2 separate regions of the Pan troglodytes genome follow, and region 1 is linked to region 2. Evidence: chromatin contacts called from public Hi-C data. All regions are on one chromosome and are shown on one strand. The core of a region is the stretch at or near the end of the contact, and the rest is flanking DNA. Distances in the headings are between cores, read along the strand shown. Region 1 has its middle 44 kb from the start of TLR3. Region 2 holds the start of SLC25A4 (solute carrier family 25 member 4).

Region 1 (4,504 bases), core at 1,676-4,175, 890 kb before region 2:
GGATTGATTATAATCTTTCTCAAGATTGACCACATGCTCCGCCCCTCCATGGGAGGCCGGGGAAACACTGATGTACCCAATATCATTTTTTTTTTACTGCCTCAGAGCCATGCAGCAATGGCAGGAAGAACAAACAAAAAGCCTCCTTTTGAGAAAGCACATTGTAAACCAAAAATAAAATTCTAAGCCCTTCAACCAACTGAATGGACCCTTCCTCTTGGCCAAGGGCATTCCAAAGTTAACCTGATCAACGAGTTTGGGCCATGATGGGAAGGGGTGTTTGGATATGCTTTGTTGTACCCTCCTCCCTGTGGCATCCAGCCCAGCTGACCAGCATTAACATTAAAACAGAGACCTTACGACTGACAAAACACACACTTTCTAGCAATAAGATACCAACATGACAGAGCAGGCCTTAAAGAAACGGAAGTATTTCTCCCCAAAATATATTTCTTTGACATATTTTGGAATGGTCCTGTAAAGCTGTCTCTTGTGGGGAAAATCTATATTCTGTAGAGAACCCCCTTTCCCTTACCACATCTTTTCCCTGATCCAGGAGAGAATTAACTAAAGTCTGGCACCTTTTTAAGTCTGGTAACAAACATTTACAATCTGTTCTCTCTGAAGCCTGCCACCTGGAGGCCTCGTCTGGATAAGAAGAAGCTTGGTCTCCACAACCCCTTGTCTTAACCCAGACACTCCTTTCTACTGATTCCAGCTCTTTAGATAATAACCGGACTCTTTCAACCAACTGCCAATCAGAAAATCTTCAAATCCACTTCTTCTGCCCCTGCCAATGTGAGTTGTTCTGCCTTTCTGGACTGAACCAACGTGAACCTTACGTGTATTGATTGATGTCTCATGTGTCCCTAAAATGTACAAAACCGAGCTGCAGCCTGACCACCTTAGGCACGGGACCTCGGGAGACAGTTCCTGGGGCCATGGTCACTCATATTTGGCTCAGAATAACTCTCTTCAAACATTCTATAGCATTTGACTCTTTTTGTTGATGATAAGATTATCACTATGATCTCGGTGTCATTTCACAATCTCCTTTTGCCTCCTACAGTGCTATCCCATCAGTAAAATAGAACATGCAGACGCTGGCTAAGTTTAACTGTGGCTGGGTAGCAAACTCACTCACATCACAGTCTCATGGATTAAACACACGTGACTTCTCAATTTCTCTACAAGTGATCACATCTCACTCCTGAGCCTGAACCTGCCAGCGTTAGGAATGGGGCAGGACTGCGAATCAAGATTTTGTTCAACCGAATTTATTAATTTAAAATCTCTTCTTCAGTAAGTGCTCCGTTTCCTCAATGCTTGGTTGCCCACATTGCCTCTCTCTCCTCTTTCCACCATCTCTCAGCACAAAGGGAACAGAACAACAGTTTGCTCCCCTCCCATCCATTGCATCCTCCTCCTGCTCTACAGCAGCGGGGGTCTCCTGGCCATGCCCTCCAGGCACAAAGGCAGCCCACCTCCCATCCTGGGCCAATCATGTGATCACAGACCTCCAGGCTGAGTTCCGCATATGCTTAAGAGATTCATAAAATTCTCTCTTCTCTCTCTCTTCCTCACTTTTGCTCACTCTTATTCTTTCACTTTTCCTTGCTCTCATCCTCTCTCCAAAGTCTAGCCTATGGTCTTACTGTCTTGCTGCAGACAGCAACAAAAATCAGGTTTGACTGTCCAAGCATATACCTGTAAACTGGAAGAGCAGGAAGCCACTTTTCCCTTGTAGGGGAGGGAAGACAACCCCCCTGCTCTCTGAAGGTTTGATAACTGAGTCTATGAAATACGCAGACAGTAGGCAGATGAGTGGGAGAAAAGGCAAACACATGTATTATATGCACAGGGGCAGCCCAGGGAAGAAAAGTGAGTGCCCAAACCCAGTGTGGTCTGGAAGCCCACAAACCTCTTCCCAGGGAAAGAGGGGAGGTGCGGGAAGCCTGGGGTGAGCGAATGACCTGGGGAAAGGTGAATGGGTGATGCCTGTGACTGAGTCTGCCTGGATGTCCTGTGGACCCCAAGTCTCTCCTGGATAATCCTCCCAGGTTGATGAGATTCCCAGGGAGGAGATGCATGACAATTGAGCTCCTGTTGGAGAGTTGGGTTTTTAGGTGGATAGGCAGATTCAGAGAAAGCCCCTCCCTGCATTGCTGCTCCTCCAGTGCCCTCCATTTGAAGCAATCAGTATATTTTGCGGTCGCATTTCCTGAACCCTTTTACTCTTGGAGCACTGCAACCCACAGCTTCAATGACTGGGACACCCAGAGCATGAAGATTTACGGGAAATGGAAAAATATGCCTTCAAGTACATCTCAAAAGACACTGTGCTCATTATGAACCAGCTACAATATGAAGGGAGATGAGCATAAGGAGTTCTCTTTTTCCTCCCCTTCCTCCTTCGTGAATAGCCTCAAATTTCATTAAAAAATGTCTGAGAGATGTGAGTTTATCCAAATGACACAGCTGTAGGAGGGGAGGTCATTAGGAAGAAGTTCCATGGAAAAGAGGAAAATGAAAGCTGATTGTTACCAATAAATTAGAGTAATTTTCTTAATTTGCTGTCCCTTTGCTTGCTTGTTCATTGCTGGCGTGCCTTATGAAATAAGAAAATCTGACAATTAGTCACTTGGAAGGAGCATGTCTCCACGCCAAGTCCAGGTCTCTCTGCGGCACCAGGGGATTTACTGTTCTCCCTGGGTAGCCAGAAAAGAGCTGAGCAGCCCTCATCTTTGTTCCCACTGGCAGCCTGAGAGGCAGCCTGCAGCAGCCTCCTGCTGTGACCTTTGGGGTGGGGCTGGGAGACAGCGTCTTCATGACTGACCCCATGTCAATCCCTTCCTGGCAAGGGAAGAGGGAAGGCGTACAGGGGCTCTGGAGCCAAGGGAGGGGGGACACCAACAGAATGAGCAAGTCAAACACACACAGCATTACATTCTTCTCGTGCTAAACCCAAGAAAAATCTCCCAGCTCTCACAATGCTCCTTGCTAATCTCCCTTTCTGGCTATTATTCAGCTACTGTGAATCCTTCTCAAGCTTCCAGCTTCCTTTTAGCTGTAGAAAGAGAATGAAAAAAATGTACCCTAAGACCTTGGATTTTTTTTTTTCCTTTTCTGTTGCCAGTGAATCTGTTTGAAAAGCAGCTGGCGCAGGCTGTAGCACTATGTGCCAGCGCTAATGGAGACACTCCAGGCACAGCCAAACATGGGCTTCGTGCAGGCGTGCACTCCCAGGAGGGTGACCTGCCAGTGACACATGTCTCAGATGTGCACTCCTAGGAGGGTGACCTGCCAGTGACACATGTTTCAGACGTGCACTCCCAGGAGGGTGACCTGCCAGTGACACATGTTTCAGACCCAAAGAGGGAGTTTGGAACATTGGAACTATTTCCCCTCTTTATTTTTTTTGGAAGGTCACATACATTTTAAGAGTTCCATGATCAAAATTGCTGCTTCCAAGCAAGTTAACTAGAGCAGACCTCATCTCATCCCCTCCCCGCATTTCCTTTTGGGAAATTCAGGAAGTTGAGTATAAACATGTCTGGACATCTAAGTATTTATTTTTCCATAGAAAGGGCAGTCTTGCTTTTGTTTTGTTCTTACCCAGTTCTTAAAGGGCCTGATCATTTATTCAGCAATATGTATCAAGTGCCAACCATATACTAAACACTGTGGTTTAGAGTGAGGATACCCCAAGGACGAGGTGGACAAAGTGCAAGGCGTGAGTGTTACTGGCAAAACCAAACTCTGTAAAACAGCTGAAGAGGTTTATTCTGCACCAATAGGAGTGGCCATGACTCAGAGAACAGTCTCAAGGGGTCCTGACAGAGGCTGTCTGAGGTGGTCGGGTTATGGCTTGGTTGTATAGATTTTAGGGAGAAAGAAGTTACAGACAAAGACATAAATCAGTACATGTACAGTGTACATTGGTTCTGCCTGGAAAGGTGGGATATCTCAAAGGTGAGACGTGGGGGGCTTATAAGTCATAAGTAGATTCAAAGATTTTCTGATTGGCAATTGTTTGAAACAGTTAAGCTTTGTCTAAAGGCTTGAAGTTGGTAGAAAGAAATGCTTGGATTCACATAAGGGGAGTTGTGGAAGGCAAGGTCCTTGTTATGTAGATGAAGCCTCCAGGTAGCAGCCTTCAGAGAGAATAGATACTGAATGTCTCTTTTCAGAACTTAACAGGTGTCAGACTCTGTTTTTTTTTTTTTTTGAGACAGAGTCTCACTCTGTCGCCCAGGCTGGAGTGCAGTGGCGCGATCTCGGCTCACCGCAAGCTCCGCCTCCCGGGTTCACGCCATTCTCCTGCCTCAGCCTCCCGAGTAGCTGAAACTACAGGCGCCCACCACCACGCCCAGCGAATTTTTTGTATTTTTAGTAGAGACGGGATTTCACTGTGTTAGCCAGGATGGTCTTGATATCCTGACCTTGTAATCTGCCTGCCTCAGCCTCCCAAAGTGCTGGGATTACAGGCGTAAGCCACCATGCC
Region 2 (4,871 bases), core at 626-3,125:
GTCCTAGCAAAGTCCAGCGGGTAGACAAAGCAAAGGGAGGTGGCCCCAGCGGCCCCACCGGACGCCAGGTTACCAGCAAAGTAGCGCCAGAACTGCTTATGCCGATCCACACCCCCTAAGAAGAGCTGCTTGTACTTGTCCTTGAAGGCGAAGTTGAGAGCTTGGGTGGGGAAGTAACGGATCACGTTGGCCAGGTTACCCCTCCAGAAGGAGAGGAAGCCCTGCTCCTTAGGGATTCTCACCACACAATCAATGATCCCTTTGTACTGCTTCTCAGCACTGATCTGTTTGCTGGCATGCTGGACCTGGTGGAGGGGAGGGTGGGTGACAGAGGACAGGCAGGGCAGAGAGAAGGGAAGAGGACAGGAGAAAAAAGGTTTGCACTTCCTAGATTTTTTTTTTTTTTGAAGAAAAAAAGGATGAGGAAATCAAACGGATATTGAGGACGTGTAAATCGATACTGTTATCCATGTTAGTTACTGGATAACAAGCCAAAATAATCCAATGTTGCTTCAATTATTAGGGTATTTGAGGGAAAAGGTGTTGCCCCAAATAAACTGAAAAGGTGATTGAATTATATAAAGCTATAGCCATTTATTTATTTCACTTTCCCTAGGTTTGAGAACTGTATGAGGGGCTTACTGGGGGACAGAAATGAGTAACACTCCCTGCTTCAAAGGGCTTTGGATTTAATAGACATGATGGCCAAAAAATGACAATTTCTCAGTGTCACTCTGATCACCCTGGAGATGAGGCTCTCTACTAGATGCTCTAATAGAGGAAGGAGAATAAATCCACTAAACATTAGGCCTCCAAAGTTTTCAAGCAGATAATCCAAGTAATCAATTATTGAGGGTTTGCTGCCGTTGTGAGCAATTTGTGGGGGTTTTGTTGTTAGTAATTTTGACTCCCAAATTGGGCTCTTCCTCATTGAGGGGCCCTGACCTTTTGGGCAGGTGGAGGAAAACACGAGAGGATGATAAACCATTCAGAGACCAGGTAGGGGAGGAAAAGATTTGGAGACAGGATGATCTAAGTTTATTCCGAAAATTGTTTCTTAATATTTCAAAACCTCAGCTTCATCTGTAAAATGGAGAAGAATAACTGTCTCACAGAGGTTACATAAAGATGAAGGCGTCAGCCTACATACAGCATTGTGCATGAGATACGATAAGGGAATTCTTGGGTGATGATTATTTTGATGTTTTTATTGTAAAGGTGCGTGCGCATAAGACGGTGCCAAAAATACTGGCAATCACTAGGTGCCTCCGGGCCTGAGTGCACGCCCGTGCTGTCACGGGCGCAGGATCTGGCACACGTAAACCGGCTCCGGGTGGGTTTCCATATATAGACACCCGAACGCCGGGCGCCACCCGACACCAGGAATCTGCGACTGACGCTGGACCTGTCTCTACGCAGAGGGCACCTTCTTCCCCCGCAGGCGGGCGGGCGGGCGCCCGGGCCTGTGGCCTGGCGCAGATTTTCCTTGGCGCCCCGCGCCCTGCAGCTCGCGCCGCATCGCGCGCCCCGCCCGGCCCGCCGCGCCCGCGCCCGCGCCCGCGCCCGCGCCCGCCTCTTGCACCGCGCGGTCCTCACCTGCAGCAGCAGTTTGACCCTCTCGATGGGGGCGACTGCGGTCTTGGAGACGGCAGCGGCGACGCCCCCGGCCAGGAAGTCCTTTAGGAAGCTCCAAGCGTGATCACCCATGGTGACAGCTCGACGCTCTCAGCCCGCAGGCAGCCCGCTCGTGCTCTCGCCCACGCCCGGCCTGGCACCGCCGCGCAGTCCCCGACCCCGCGCGACGCTAAGGGGCCGCCGCCTGGCCCGCAGCTCCCCCTTATATCCCCGCCGGGCTCTCGCGAGAGGAGGCGGGTCGCGGCCGGCGCTCGCGCCGCGCATTGGCTGGGCAGGTGCGAGGCGCCCCCTCCTCCCAGCTGCAGAGGGCATCGGGGGCGAAGGCGCTTCCGGGAGCGAGGCTGGGCCGGGGGCTGTCCCTGCAACTTGGGACGTTTAAAGGGCACATTCATGTTATCTGTCCCGCCGAGCCCAGGGAACACCGTGTCACCGCGGCATGTGGGCCGCGTATTTATAGCACAGGCAGCCTTAGGCCGGGGCGAAGCCGGGGCAGACACCCGGCCGCTGCCGCCGGTGGAGAGTTCTTGACCCTCCGGCCTGCACGGGCCGCGCTCAGGCCCAGGGATTTCGAGCTGTTTCCTCCTGCTTGCATCTAAAGGCGCCCCCAACCAGAGCTCACTGCCTGGATATGGGCCTTTTTAGAGCCGTGCGCTCCCGAGAATAAATGGCAGTCCTCTCAAATAGATACTAAGGTCACCTGATGCTGTGATTGCCTCATAGAATCTGACAACCTGCTGCCTCTCATTTCTTTTCATTCAATCGTTCTTTCAGTCATTCATTCTGCTATTACATATTGATGTGTCTGGCACTCAGTGCCCACAGGAAAGACCTGGTGCAGGGGACCACTAGGTGAATTCATACTTGTTTTTGCAAAACTCTGTGACTCTAAAACATAGGACACTTCTTTTGTAAGCCCCTAAAGGGTTTAATGTACCACTCTGCTCTCAGCGGAATTTCAGCACATATTAGGGCAGAATGTTCTGTCAGCCGGTGCCTTCTTGAGGGTCAGTGCTGTCAGCCTTCCAGAAAAGATCCAGTCCTTGGCTGTATTTGCCTCTTTTTAATGACAGCTGGGGTTGAGGAAATGCTATTTAATCCCAGGAAATTAATTGCAATTAATTTCTTAAAATATATAAATTTGAGCTTTAATTTTCCTTAGCTTGTTTTTTAGGCAGTTCATGTAACCATACAGGTTTTCAAATACAACTGTTCCTTCCCCTAGAATGACTGCAATTAGTTTTTAACTTTAAACTCTTTACTCAATTATCTTCCCATGTTTGCTAATTTTCATTTGTACCTTTAACAAAGTTTATTCATTGTTTTTATAAGCTTTTTTTTTTAATATTTGCTGACATCATGTTAGAGGTTCATGGAGCTGCAGCTGCGTGTCACCCTGGGCCTGGAGACTTTGGTATAGCAGAAGTCACTAAGGTTCCAGGGCCACAGAGGGCATGCGTTTATCTAAGAGTGGGGCAGGCTAGAGTTCCGAAATCCAGGTAAGCAGAATGAAAGCTAGAAACTAGTGGAAAGTTGCCAGAGGTCAGAGCAGACAGAAGTCAAGAACTCGGAAGAGACAAACAGATAAACCATGTATGTGTTCATTCAACAGACTCTTGCTGAGCATGTACTGTGTACCAAGAACTAAGTGTAGCCCTGTGGATTGAATATAAGTAGACATGGCCCATCTCCAAAGACCTTACAGTTCAGTATTCGTCACTTGCTCCACTTTATCAAAACTTCACTTACTGATTTCCATGGATCAGCATAATCCACACAGTAAACCTTTTTAATTATAATAGCGTACTGTATCCCATCCTGTAATATAGAGCACTTGCTTTTATACCTCCATTTTCCTTTTAGTTGTGCATTAGAATTGTGTCTTATTTTTATGATGAAAAATAGGCCGGGTGTGGTGGCTCATACCTGTAATCCCAGCATTTTGGGAGGCTGAGGCTGGCAGATTACCTAGGTCAGGAGTTCCAGACCAGCCTGGCCAACATGGCAAAACCTCATCTCTACTAAAAATACAAAAATTAGCCTGGCGTGATGGCTCGTGCCTGGAATCCCAGCAGCTCAGGAGGCTCAGGCACGAGACCCCCAAGAGGCAGAGGTCATGGTGATCTGAGATCACTCCACTGCACTTCAGCCTGGGCGACAGAGAAAGACTCTGACTCAAAAAAAAAAAAAAAAGAAAAGAAAAGAAAAGAAAGAAAGAAAAGAAAACTAATACTGCTATATTGAAACTTACACAAACTTCATTTTCTCCTCTAAGTTTTTTCTTCTCATATATTTCCCAAATGGAATGGATAGATTTAAGATTTTTAAAGTTTTATAGCTTTTGCTAGATATTGACAAATTGCTCTTCAGAAATACCAACCCACCAGTTATATAGATGGGCTTTCTCTCACACTGTCCTCCAACACTGGCTTTAAAAAAATAGAGAGTTGGTTATTTGTGAGTTATTTATGAGTTTTCGTTTGTATTTACTTAATTACTATGATGCTGTATATATTCCATATGATTCAATTTAATTTGACAGTTTGACAAGGTTTCCCTTTTGTATAAACTTTTAATCTTCCTTGACTACTGCTGGAGTGAAAGCAGAGTATTTATATTAACAACAATTCTTTATATATTTGGGACAATAAATATGTGTTGAATGTTTTTCATTTTGTTGTTTTCCTTTTGATATTTATTATATCATTCTATTAGTGTTATGAACAGATCTATGGTATGATGATGATCTATTTCATGTTCTGATGTAAATGTATCTCTTTTATAGATATAGCAGTCTATTTACTCTAGTACATATATCAGTTTTTTTCTTCTACTTTGAGTAGCTATTTTTAAAATGTCTAACACTACGTTTTATATTGTATGGAGGTATGGGTCTAATTTCACTTTTCTCCATATCATGCTTGGGTATCCCAATACTAATTCTTAAGCAGATATTTTCTTCTCTCCATTATTTGTCTTATATTACTAAGTCTAGTTTGTCATATATTAAGTTCTCATAATAGCTTTAATTTATGAAATATCCACACTATGACATCTTTATTTGATCTTCATTTTTTAAAAATAGGCTGATATATGATTCTACAATCACTTAAAAAATAAAGTTTTATCTGCTTATATGTCTGCATTTATTTTTACTATCAAGTTGTTCAATTGTTTAAACATCACCAGAAGATTTTAAATAGACATTTAAACTAAATTAAATATTAATTAATATATGA

What was found. Hi-C and Micro-C count contacts between places; a contact is called where the count stands out from the background.
Region 1: a contact with region 2 is called in a Hi-C map of stem cell-derived neural progenitor cells, with 3 times the contacts expected there. The contact joins the enhancer-like site here to the promoter of SLC25A4 in region 2. A contact is called at or near these places in 1 of 7 Hi-C or Micro-C datasets (stem cell-derived neural progenitor cells) and 1 of 1 datasets of contacts at active chromatin or transcription factors (stem cell-derived excitatory neurons).

The regions. Positions count from the first base shown.
Region 1 is chr3:187,673,167-187,677,670 of NHGRI_mPanTro3-v2.0_pri, reverse strand. No RefSeq gene overlaps it. Among named protein-coding and RNA genes, the nearest start is that of TLR3, 44 kb to the left of the region's middle. Within about 2 kb of position 2,925, at least 17 of the 24 cell types and tissues checked have an H3K27ac peak or open chromatin away from gene starts, as enhancers often do. A contact at or near this core is called in stem cell-derived excitatory neurons and stem cell-derived neural progenitor cells, where this site is marked.
Region 2 is chr3:186,781,769-186,786,639 of NHGRI_mPanTro3-v2.0_pri, reverse strand. SLC25A4 (solute carrier family 25 member 4) reads right to left here and starts at 1,875. Exons shown (of 4, transcript XM_517556.8): 1 at 1,597-1,875; 2 at 1-305. The coding sequence starts at 1,707.